Linked DNA regions of Mus musculus: all the other regions are linked to region 2. The links are chromatin contacts, called in public promoter capture Hi-C maps. All regions are on one chromosome and are shown on one strand. Each heading gives the region's core, a stretch centred on a gene start, on an enhancer-like site or on the middle of the called end of the contact. The rest is flanking DNA. Distances are from core to core; before and after follow the strand shown.

What was found. Promoter capture Hi-C pulls out the DNA fragments that hold promoters and counts their contacts.
Region 1: a contact with region 2 is called in a promoter capture Hi-C map of cranial neural crest. The contact joins the promoter of Ccdc162 here to the promoter of Mettl24 in region 2. A contact is called at or near these places in 2 of 39 promoter capture datasets (cranial neural crest and liver).
Region 3: a contact with region 2 is called in a promoter capture Hi-C map of embryonic stem cells, with 4 times the contacts expected there. The contact joins the enhancer-like site here to the promoter of Mettl24 in region 2. A contact is called at or near these places in 7 of 39 promoter capture datasets (the 3T3-L1 cell line, embryonic stem cells, hippocampal neurons and 3 more).

What each region holds. Positions count from the first base shown.
Region 1 is chr10:41,714,635-41,718,210 of GRCm38.p6, reverse strand. Ccdc162 (coiled-coil domain containing 162) reads left to right here and starts at 1,748. Exons shown (of 48, transcript NM_001358562.1): 1 at 1,748-1,807.
Region 2 is chr10:40,680,774-40,684,609 of GRCm38.p6, reverse strand. Mettl24 (methyltransferase like 24) reads right to left here and starts at 1,328. Exons shown (of 5, transcript NM_177793.3): 1 at 946-1,328. The coding sequence starts at 1,254. It also overlaps a transcript of Ddo not described here.
Region 3 is chr10:41,750,195-41,754,026 of GRCm38.p6, reverse strand. All of the region lies in intron 2 of Cep57l1 (centrosomal protein 57-like 1), which reads left to right. All of the region lies in intron 1 of BC048559 (cDNA sequence BC048559), which reads right to left. Among named protein-coding and RNA genes, the nearest start is that of BC048559, 5.4 kb to the right of the region's middle. Within about 2 kb of position 1,761, at least 76 of the 459 cell types and tissues checked have an H3K27ac peak or open chromatin away from gene starts, as enhancers often do. A contact at or near this core is called in embryonic stem cells, where this site is marked.

The DNA of each region.
Region 1 (3,576 bases), core at 499-2,998, 1.0 Mb before region 2:
GACAGGGTCTCAGTAGGTAGCCCTGGCTGGCCTGGACCACATGGAGATCTACCTGCGGAGAGCTGGGATTAGGTTTGGGTCACCATGCCCTGCCTAGGAAAAGCAATTTTAAAGGACAATCTATTTCCCTAGGAAGTATCAAAAGGTGTGCAACATAAACAAAAGGTATGCGCAAGTGTGGACCTTCTGGAAAAAGGAACAAGTGTGACTCATCTTCATGGTGAGAAGCACCAGCTAGGAGCCCCAGCCACGGGTGGTTTGCTACAGGGGATTGTATTTAGAGCTGTTCGTAGCAGAGCGCAAGCCCCCAAACCCCAACCCTCTGGTTTAAGCAGTGGATCTACTGTAAGTGTCAGCCTCCTGGCCTTGGAAATGTCTGCAGTGAATTCTGTCCAAACTCCATCCTGTAATCTCTCCAGTTTCACTTTCCTCCACAGGAATATGAGCTCTGTCATTAAGGTTAGAAAGAAAGGGAAAAATCCCACCAGGGCCTTATCTCAGCCCTGAACACTTAGGAAAGGGTCTACACCTGCTCACTTACTAATAAAATCATTTTTGTGTGAAATAGATGGCTGGCTTTTAACTCAGTGGTAAAGGGTTTGACCTGGGCCAGACTCCCAGCTCAGGATAAAAACAAGGAAAATATATTGGGAAAACAAATTACCATACAAAAAGTGTAACCACTTATAACTATTTGAATGTTTCAAATAAGAATTGAGAATTGTCTCATAAAAGTATAAGATAGTTTGAAAAAAAAAACCACTTAAGATTTCAGAGTGAATATGAATAGACTTGGTTCAAAATCAGTCTTGTCTGCACAAGCCAAGAATTCCACAGAGCCTTGGGTTTCCCTGTAACATGAGGGTTCTACTAATCCTGCCTCACTAGGTTTCTGTGGGGGAGTACAGTGCCCAGCCAAGGGTCAGCAGTTAGGGAAAATTGTAAACCAGGGGTTCTCAGCCTTCCTAATGCCGTGGCCCCTTAGTTAAGTTCCTCATGTTATGGAGCCCCCAACCATAAAATGATTTCATTGCTACCTCATAACTAATTTTGCTACTGTTACAAATCATAATATAAATATCTCTGATATGCAGGATACCTGTTATGCAAACCCCGTGGAAGGGTCGCAGGAGGGGGTCGAGATCCACGGGTTGAGAATTACTGCAAAATGCTTTTGTTTATGTGCAGGGTGGAAAAAGTAAAAGATGAGTTCACATGGGCTAAAGCCAAAACTGTAGAAATCTCGGTAACTGAGTTGGAGTGTTCTAATTTGCTTACTTTCTTTGTGGAAATTGAAATTGCTTTTGCTTGTTTCGGATCCTAGGTTCCTAAAGGGAGAAAGACTATGGTGGAACCCTGTGGTGCAGAAACAACATGATCACACACAAGTTACTGCTGGAGTCTGTTTTGGTTGTTAGGGTGACATTTAGTTACTAGGAACCTGTGAAGAATGGTTTTGTCACTCCACAGTTACTAACGCAAACAAATCTGCCTCCACAGTTACCTGCTTGCCAAAGCCGCTGACTCTGGGTGGGCGGAGCCAAAGCTGTCTGTCCTGGGGGGGGGGGGGGGGGCGTTCTCTGGGCAGCTTCGGAGTTGCTGGGCAACTTCCTTGCTGGAACAGGAAGATTTCATTAATCTTTTCACTTCACTGAAAAAGAATTGTTTGGGTTCTCTTTAATTAGAAATTAGAAAGAGAGAGGGAGGGAGAGAGGAGGGGGCAGGGGAATCGGACCATTCTTGCCAAGGCAAGCCTCAACTTCCACGAAACTGTGAAGCCAGAGCAGTCCTGTGTTTGGAGCAGCAGGTATTGTGAGTCTTCTAATACTGGAGGGAGTTGGGCTCTAGAATTAACTGTACTGGAGCAGGTCACTGGCAGGGTGGTCATTTCTGCTTTGTTAGAGCTGGACTGGAGGGAAGTCAGCTTTGGGTGATGTAAGGTTGACGTGAGAGACACGCTACAGTAGACTATTCAGGATGGTGGCTTGAAAAACCCTGTGGGGTACCAGGGTAGGGACGGAACACCGCGGGCCTCATGCGTGCCTTGAATTCACGATCCTCCTGCCTCACCAAGTTTGTGCCACCATAGCCAGTTGATAAAGTAGTATTTTTAAGCCATAGCAAACTAAGATTAAACACAAGTTTGATTTTTTTCACAATGATTTATTATTTGTGGTTATGTGGATGTGGATGCCGTGTGTGTGTGTGAGTGCCCATGGAGGTCAGCGTATCAGATCTGGAGCTGAGGCAGTTCATGGGAGTGTCCCGGAGAGCTGCCCAAGCTCCTTACCCACTGAGCCATCTCACCAAAGACGCATGGGCGGGCAGATGCACGGCTGGAGTTATTGATGTGCCGTGAAGAACACCTGTTAGTGACTTCCTGAAGCGCTAGTGAGCGCTAACTGAAGCTGAGTCACTGAGCATTTCATAGATGTGACATATGGGTTAATGCCAGCTGGACCCTAGTCCTCTCCAAAAGAGCATCCAAGATGAAAGCTCTTCTTGGGCACCGCTGCATCTTTCTGTTAAAATGAGCTGAGGACGAATAAGAAACAATCACTTGCCCGAGAATGACTTACCGTGTAAATCAGTTAGCCCGACCAGTGCCCCCGAGGGTTGCTTGGATCCTGCCTGCTCGTCTCCAGGGAGCATTCCTCTTCCGGTGTCCTATCATACTTGATCAAGTGAGGAGAATTAGATGGAATCATTTCAGAGTAGTGGTTACGAAGCCTCTGATCTCCAGACACCCAACCTGGTGCCCTTTCAACTTACGACCCAGACTGTTGACCTGATCACGGACGGTCCTACGTTGTCACAGAGCTGCCTCAGAGCGTAAGAACAATAGAACAGCTTTCTTCTCTGCTGCTTTCTGCTAAAGTGGTTAAGTAGGCATTTACAAACCTCTCGGCATAGATAGTAATCATCACCGGGTGGGTGTGCAAACTGAGCACTCGAATTGCCTGTGACATTTAGTGTTTCTTGTATCAAACAGGAATTCGGTGAGTCTGTGTAAATAAGGAGACGACACCCAATAAGCCTGTGAAGGAAAGGGAAATCTAATTCCGTGGAAAGAAACTTTAGGCCACACACACATTGTTTCTCTAGGCTGTCCCCAAACTGGGAGTCCTCCTGCCTCCACTTCTGTAGTACTGGTACTGCAGGTGTGCACCACCACAGTGGGTTGAGGTGCAAATCTTGACCATTCTCTTCCGAGGCGTCTGTGGATTTGGCTTGTTGAGCTTTTCTTTGGTCTTCTGGCCTGTTTACTCTGCTGCCTCCCAGATCTAGTCTAGCTGTCTCTGCTAGGTGTTTTCTGTACCCAGCACACTTTTGTGTGGGGTTCCTTTGTTGAAACATCTCCTGGAGCACAAGCTAGCCTTGAGTTCACTGGTTATTTTTGTCTTCACATAGGCTGAGAGGTCTGAGCGCAAGTTTCTCTTTCTGCTCATCCTGTGGCATCCGGCACAGTGCTTGACCCAAAAGTGGCCTCTCACTGGGTGTTTGCTTGGTGATTGCATTTTGAAGATTACAGGAGGCTATTGTTTTGAGCACAGGGTTCCAACATCCAGGCCAAGC
Region 2 (3,836 bases), core at 79-2,578:
GAGAATTGCCTGTTAAGCAATGCCATGTGGGAAGACTGAGCGCAGGGCATATAAAAGTGGGGGAAGAAAATCACTGAAAGTAGTGGGGGTGTTAGAGTAGAGGAGCCAAAGGAAGAGCAGGCTGGTAAATGCAGGGGCCAGCTCGCAGGTGGGGGCTGGGTGCTCAGATGCCATCAAGAAAAACCCGACTCCAGGCAGCACAGCCAGCCTTGCTTCGGAGGATGGCACCGCAGTTGGAAGCAAGAGTGGCAGGTGTAAGGATGTGGCAAGCTCATATATCCAATTCCTAATCTTTTCAGTCCTAGGTACCACAGAGCTCCCAAAAGAAGGTGTAAGGTGAGGCTTCAACAACCAGAGGTTTAAACTGACCTACTCAATGAAGTGCGGGAAGTTAACAAGGCAAGGATCTGGCCCTGGAGCATCCGATTATTTCCCACTAAGTGGTGCTATGGGTTTGGCTTCTCACCCGGTGCCAGTTCCCACTGCTGGGTAGGGACTCTGGGGTCGGAGTGGGTGAAGGGGGCGGTGTCTGGATGCTACTGGAAGGCAGATCTTGACCATCACCTGGATGAGCCTTTCATAGTGTCTACCCATCCGGTTTTGTCCAGGCCTGGGTGGGGAAAACACAATGGCAAGCCATGCCTCCTTCCCTTTCAGCGCCCCCTCCCTTGCTGAAATGGGTGTGGTTGCTTGGTGCTCCTTTCCTAGAAGGAGGTCTGCCACAGTAGGCGCTCAGCAAACGTTAGTTGAATTTGCATGATCCCTGCTCAATTCCACTTCATTCTATAGGGATACTGAGTGAGACTACAGAAAGTTCCAGGGAGAGCTCAGCTAGAAGGAAATAGAAGAGTCTTGAGGTCCCAGTGGCCTGAGCAGAAGGCTCCCTAGCGCCATCTGGGTGCAGGCTCAACTCCAAGGTCCATGTCTGCATGGTTTGCAACTGACCTTCCTGCGGAGAAGCCCGCCCTGGGCACAGCAGCTCGGCTCTGGGGACGTCGTGCTCCCGCCACCCCGGGGCAGCACTCGGCGCCCACTGCGCACGTAGGTCACCTGCCTCCTTCTGGCTCCGCGTGGGGAGCCGGGCGCCGACAGTAGGTGTGTCCGGGGTGGCCCTGGGGAATCGCCGCGGCCCGGGGGTCCCGAGCCCGCGTGGCGCAACTCCATGCAAAGCCGTAGGCCCAGAAGCAGCGCGGCACCGAGCAGCCACCGGGGCAGGGCTCCACAACCACGCCCGGGAGGCTTGACAGTGGCCATGGCGGGGACCTCGACCTCCGGCTGTGCTCTGGGTCCCACCCTCAGCTCCCAGCCGCCTGCAGAGAAGCGTTCCCAACGGACCGGGCTGACAACTGTGGCAACTCCCCAGCGGCCCGCCTTCTTCCCTGCGACCGGGGAGGCCCCGGCGTAACCTTATCCTGCCCAGCCGCAGCAGGAAGAGCGAGGGGCGGTGGGCTAGGCGTGCACCCAGGCTGCCATAACAGGGCTGGGTGTCCTTAGGTGTGACCAGCCTGTAAAGTCTGGCTAGTGGGGAGAGCCAGAGTCAGAATAGAGCACGTTCCTCCGGGGCGCCTGAGCTTTGACTTCATTTGTTGGTGTTAGTATTAGACACAAGGAAAGAGGAGAGGTGAGCCGCCAGGTTTGGCCCCAAAGAAAAAGTTGTCAAGCAGTTTTTGCCACTAAGCATGATATAAAAATAATCATACTTATGCTCAGGTTTACAACTTCTCTCCCTCAAGGGGAGAGAGAGAGAGAGAGAGAGAGAGAGAGAGAGAGAGAGAGAGAGAGAGAGAGAGAGAGAGAGAGAATAGCACTCCGTACAGAGGAGAGAATAGCACTCCGTGCAGAAGAATCAAATTAGTTATTCAGTTTCTAAATTCTGCCCGAAGCCAGCCCATGCTTTCTCCCTCGGTGTTATGAAATGTGTGGGGGTGAAGGGAAGGGAGACAGCCAGCGAAGACATCTGACAGCGGGAAAGAGGGAACAGAAGTTACCATGGAGTGCTGGAAATCAAATTAATTTAGCTCCAAACACACACCTCCCTGCTGCCTGGCAGAAATGCAGAGGGACATATTTATCTCTGGGCAAAACGCTCCCTAGCCGGGATTGCCATTGTCACCTTGACCTTAATTAAAGAAATCTAGATGCTCATAGTTTGGACTCACAAATGGGGTTGGTATCCCACTTTTGTTAGGATTCTTTCCCTCCACCTGTTTAGGGTGACATTGATTTCTAGATTTACATTCAGGTTCTTTGGGATTCTTTTGTTTTTTTTAAACCATGGCCAGATACCCACCCCCAACACACACATGCACGCACACACACATACACACACGCACACATACACACACACACACACACACACAAGCATACATACATGCACATTACACACACACACAAGCACACATACACATCACACACACATACACACACATATGGATATATTTTCCATGCTTCTATGTAGGTTGTCTCTCTCCCTAGCCTGCGACACGGACAACAGAGATCTAGAATGAAGTCTGGCCACCTCCTCATTTGAATGTTGGGATTTTCCATAGGGAGCTCTGCTCTCTGAGATTCCCATTCCTTTTTGGCAGAATTATTCTTTGTCAGAGAGCATTAAACCTGTTTCCCCACAGTCACAGAACTTATCAGCCTAATCCAGTGCATTCCCTGGCCATCACCGGTCCTCAGGGGCTTGGAGGTTTTATTATGCTTGAAAGTATACACACGTGATGGGAATAGACAGACAGACAGACAGACAGATATCTACTTGCCCACCTCCAGGGAAATTGCAGCTAAAAGTCTTTATTAAGATTATAAACTTTCATTCACACAAGCTGAGAGAGACAGCCTCAAATCCTGCAGTTATTTACTTGAACTGTGTTTGATTCACGACCCTCTCATTGAGTGATATGAGACACTAAACAAAATATGTATCTTTTCTGAGCTTCTGTTTTCCTGTGGGAAAATAGACCAATATTTAGGGTTACATATATTGCATAACTATGTTGTATTTAGTACCTAAATAATAATAATTTACCAATAACAAAATTATGAATATTGTCACAAAAAGTATGCATTTTTTAAAAGATGGGCAAATATAAGACAAAGTGATCTATAGACATCTTACCATTGACTTAGGATTTATAAATATCTTCTCTTGGCTTAGGAATTCCCAACTGATATGGTAAAAATAGGTTATATTTGTACATAAAATCTCCATTATGAAGCCCGCTGTTACATATAATTAGCATATACTTTGTATTATGGTTGGATTTAATGTCACTTCAGTGGAAAGCCTCACCTGAAGAACTTTCCCGATTGTCTCCACTGATGTGAATCAGCCGGCCCAGACTGTGGGTGACACCCTTAGGTGGTAGCTCAGATCCAGTGAGGGTATTTCAAAGTCGGTTAATTCTCACCTTGGTTTGCTTGACCCTTCCCTCACTGCTCCTGGGCCGAGGGATGGATTTGTCTGCTGTAGCACAGCCAGCATTTCCAAGCTTTCATGGGAGAATGGGGACCAGTGCTCTCGGAGAACCTCGTGGGCTTCCAGCATCCACCTGGGACTACTGATGTGGACTGGGCAGCTACAGGCGTCGCTCCCAGTAAGAGATCGAGGAGCTGAGAGCTGGGTTCTCCTGTCTCAGATGTGACTTGGCTGTCGTTATTTTAAAGCTTACCTGATAATACATTCACCCACTTGATTCTGTTCCTCTAGCGAACCTGACTAAAGCATCAACAGTTTCAAGGACACGTTAGACTCATGATCCCAGGGCTGGAGCTGGAGCTCAGTGGACAAGCACTAGCTTTCATATTCCCCCTAGCGTGTGCAAGGCCCT
Region 3 (3,832 bases), core at 512-3,011, 1.1 Mb before region 2:
GATTTGTCTGGAACAGCTGGTATCTTTAAAGGATTTTAAAACAATTTTCTCAAGCAATATACAAATTAGATAGAAATTTCTCTGGCAAAAATATGGGAAAATACTGTATAAAAACTTGTAGAATATTTTTTTAATAGCATGACTGAATTGGCACCAAAGTAAGAGAACAATATGACTGTCCAGATAATAAGAAAGTGCATCTGCACAGGGCAGGTGAGCCCTGTCTGCTGCTGAAGGTGTCTTCTGGTCCTTCGAGGCTCAGATCGTGGGCTTTAAGAGGAAGCTGCTTGCATGGCAAAGAGAAGCCTTATTCTTGGCTGAGTCAGAAGTTCAAACCTGACAGTATACAGAAAGGATGCCTAAAGTGTCAAACATTGCATGGATGGTTTATGAAAATAACCAGCTCTTGAGACCAACTTCAGACCCGCATGCACTCCCATGTTTATCCCTGGCTTTACAATGAGTACACCTGTAGCTGTAAAGGGTTGCACCACTTGGCTCCCAGTGGGTCGAATGCATGCAGGCGCGTACACACACACACACATACACCATCTAATTTTTGACATGTGTGACTAGCTCAAAGGCTGGGCACTCCTAAACCTTCCCTTAATAGCAAATGACCTCCTGCAGTATTCCTGAGACTCCTAAACTTCCGCCTGTCACCCTAATCCCCGAATTGGCCACTTTCCTGCATTCTTACATGGCTTGTTGGCTTTCTCTCCTGCAGCTCTTATGTCCCATCCTTCTCCCCCAAGTCTTCCTTCTCCTCCCTCCCCCACCTCTCGCCCTAGCCCATGCAAATCTAAGGGTCTTGCCCCATATCCCTTTGCCCAGCCATTGGCCGCTGGTATCTTTATTAATCGATCAAAAACCAATCGGGGACAAGGACCTTCAGCATTTGGACATGCAGATTCCCAATTTGAGGACCAGGTTATTTCAAAGCATTGGAACCAATCCCCAATATAGACCTGTCCTGAGAACTTCCCATCACAGCCCTTGCTGTGTCTGAATTTGTGCCCAGCCTCCCACCCCCACCCCCAAGGTCTCCACCTAAAAGTTTGTTTTAATGGGGTTTGGGTATTGCAGAGACCTATCGGGAATGAGCATAAATCACCTTTGCAGAAGAGTCTTTTTTGTGTGTGACGTAGGAAGTCAGAGCAAGGGCTTTCACATGGTAGGAAGCACTCCACCATTGAGCGACATTCCCAGAATGATTTAAACATGAACTTCAAAGAATTCCTCAGTTCTATGAAATTAATTGAAAACCAAGAATTCTACAATAAGGCTCACTGGTGGAGTACCAGTTAGGGATGTGCAAGGCCTGGCTGTAATGCAAAAAATGAAGACATATGAAATGGAAATTCCAAGATGCACTGTGATCACACCTGTAATCCCTGCTCTCCGGAGGCTGAGGAGGGAGGCTCTTAAGTTCATGATCTGGGTGCTTTGAGCAAGACCCACTCACAAAAACGAAATCGCTGACCATAAATTAACCAGCCACTGCAAACAGGTAGCAGACCCCACACATGACAGAGATTGAGTTCTCAAATTATCAAAGAAAAGTAAGTTTGTCGAGAGACTTTTCTGTAAGAATATGCTGCTAGCAAGCTACTTTTAGAATGACGGCTTTGCTTCTGTTTACCATTCCAGAGGACAGAGCCCACCAAGGTCGGGGGGGCAAGGCGGCTGGAGCTTGAGGCCCACCCAGCAGTTAGGAACAGGAAGTAGAACAGGAAGTGTGGCTAGGCGCTCCTCTCAAAGCCCGCCCCCAGTGATTACCTCCTAAAAGTTAGAGCATTCTTGGCTTGCTGGAGAGTGAGTGACTGAGACTCAAACTCAGCAACCTCTAAGAAAGTGAAGTCATGTCCAGTGAGATTAGAGAAAAACCGTCCTGTTCCGCCTGCCTCTGCAGGGAGTTTGGCTGCGCTTCCCACAGAGCTGACTCAGACGCTGAGGCAGGTGCTGGGCTTCAAGGAAGCAGAGACGCCACTCCCAGAGTGGAAGTGCAGGCTGAGGTATGAGAAGGCCGAAGCTGACTTCTGGGCCCCCGGAAATCAGGAACAAAGTATTGGGGGTCCACAGGGCCTCAATGGGGCTGGGACTGGGGGCACCCAAACTCATGGGCATCTGGGTGTCACTGAGTCTCGAGGAGTTGGGAACAGAGTCAGGGGCCTGCGGGCTGAGGACAGCATCTAGTCTGGGGTGGGGACCAAGGGGAGCTCTGGTTTAACTCAGCAGTGATTGTCCTTAGCTTTGTGGTGGTTGTGGCTTGAAGCGCAGAGAAGCCTTCTACAGGAGAATTAAGCGCGGTAGTCAAATGCCTTCTTCATGGCTCCCCACGGCAGATCTTGATGAAAGAGACAGTCCACTGTTCTAAGCTGTTTATTGACGACTGCTCATCGTGGAAAATGGATACATACCGTACCATGCCAACTTCTCGGGTGGACCCGAGATTAAATACCTTTTGCTGGGAGATAGAATGTCTGGAAAGGGAAGCTTATTGGCTAAACCCTCAGGGCCTGTAGGTACTTCATTAGCATGGAGAACTCTGTTCTGTGCCTACATGACCACAGATCAAGCTTCCTTATGTGTCGAGTGCGACTTGTATTCCAGGCCTGGAATCTGGCAGGGAGCGGTGGAGTTGCCTAAATCTCAGGTATATGTCCACCAGGTCTCTGGGTCTCAGACCCACTCTACCTTACCAAGCTTCTTGTCATGGTTTTACCATCCCACAGAGAAGCAATAGTCAAAATCAGTGACAGCTGGGACATTTCTCACACTGATGTAGGAAGGTTTTAGAAGATAAATAAATCCCAAATAGGGCTATGGAAAAAGAGAGTCACACCTAAACACACCATGACAGTTACTGCAAAGCTACAATAGTCCCCAGAGAGACAGCCAGCCAGCCATGCTGGGAAGGTGGAAGATAGAGAGAGCATCATAGTGCTTCCAACCCAGAACCAGACAGCAGCGTTACCTTTCTTCTTAAGACTGCTCAAGACTTACATTATTTTCCATTTGTATGTATGTGTGTATGTACAGGAATGTAGGTGGAGGCCATAGAGGCCAGAAGAACATAGCTGATCCCATGGACTTAGAGTTCCAGGGGGTTGGGAGCCATCTGATGTTTAAGTGCTGGGAACAGAACTCAGATCTTTTGCAGTACAGCAAGTGCTCTTAAAAGCTGAGCCATCTCTCCAGCTCCTGCACAATTAACTTTTAAAAGAATGTAAGAGAGATATTATGATGCAAAAATTAATAAAATTTGCCCTAATGCTAACTAATCTGGACTTTAAGATGCAGACTTTATGAAGGAGGAATGTAGATGCAGCAAGGAATGGTGAGGAGGCACGGTGGCTGGGCTTGGAGTGACAGGAAGCCGGCCCCGTCATGGAGGTGCAGTGTTCAGAGTATTCTTGGGACCAGCCACCACAGAAGGGAGGGAGGGAGGGAGGGAAGCAAGCAAGCAAGCAGGAAATGTGAATTTCAGAGTGGAGTGAAGTGTCAGGAAAGATTTCACAGGTCCCCCTGGGTTCTGGAGCTGAGGCTGTCCTTCAGGTACGTTATGTTAACGTTATGCTCATGTTATGTTGGAGCAAGAGGGGCCTGATACAGAGTCCCCAGAGCAGACAAGGCAACAATGGAAACAAATGCCATAAATGCCAAGTTGTTTAAGTGAAAAATGTATAAGTCCATTTATGTAAAGTTTAAAATCCATGAATACCAATACAGTAAAGGTGTGTGCCAGTGTACTACAGTGTTCCTTTAGCTATATGTATTGTATACAATTTTACTTTTATGTGTATGGGTTTGCCTGTGTGTATGTCTGTAC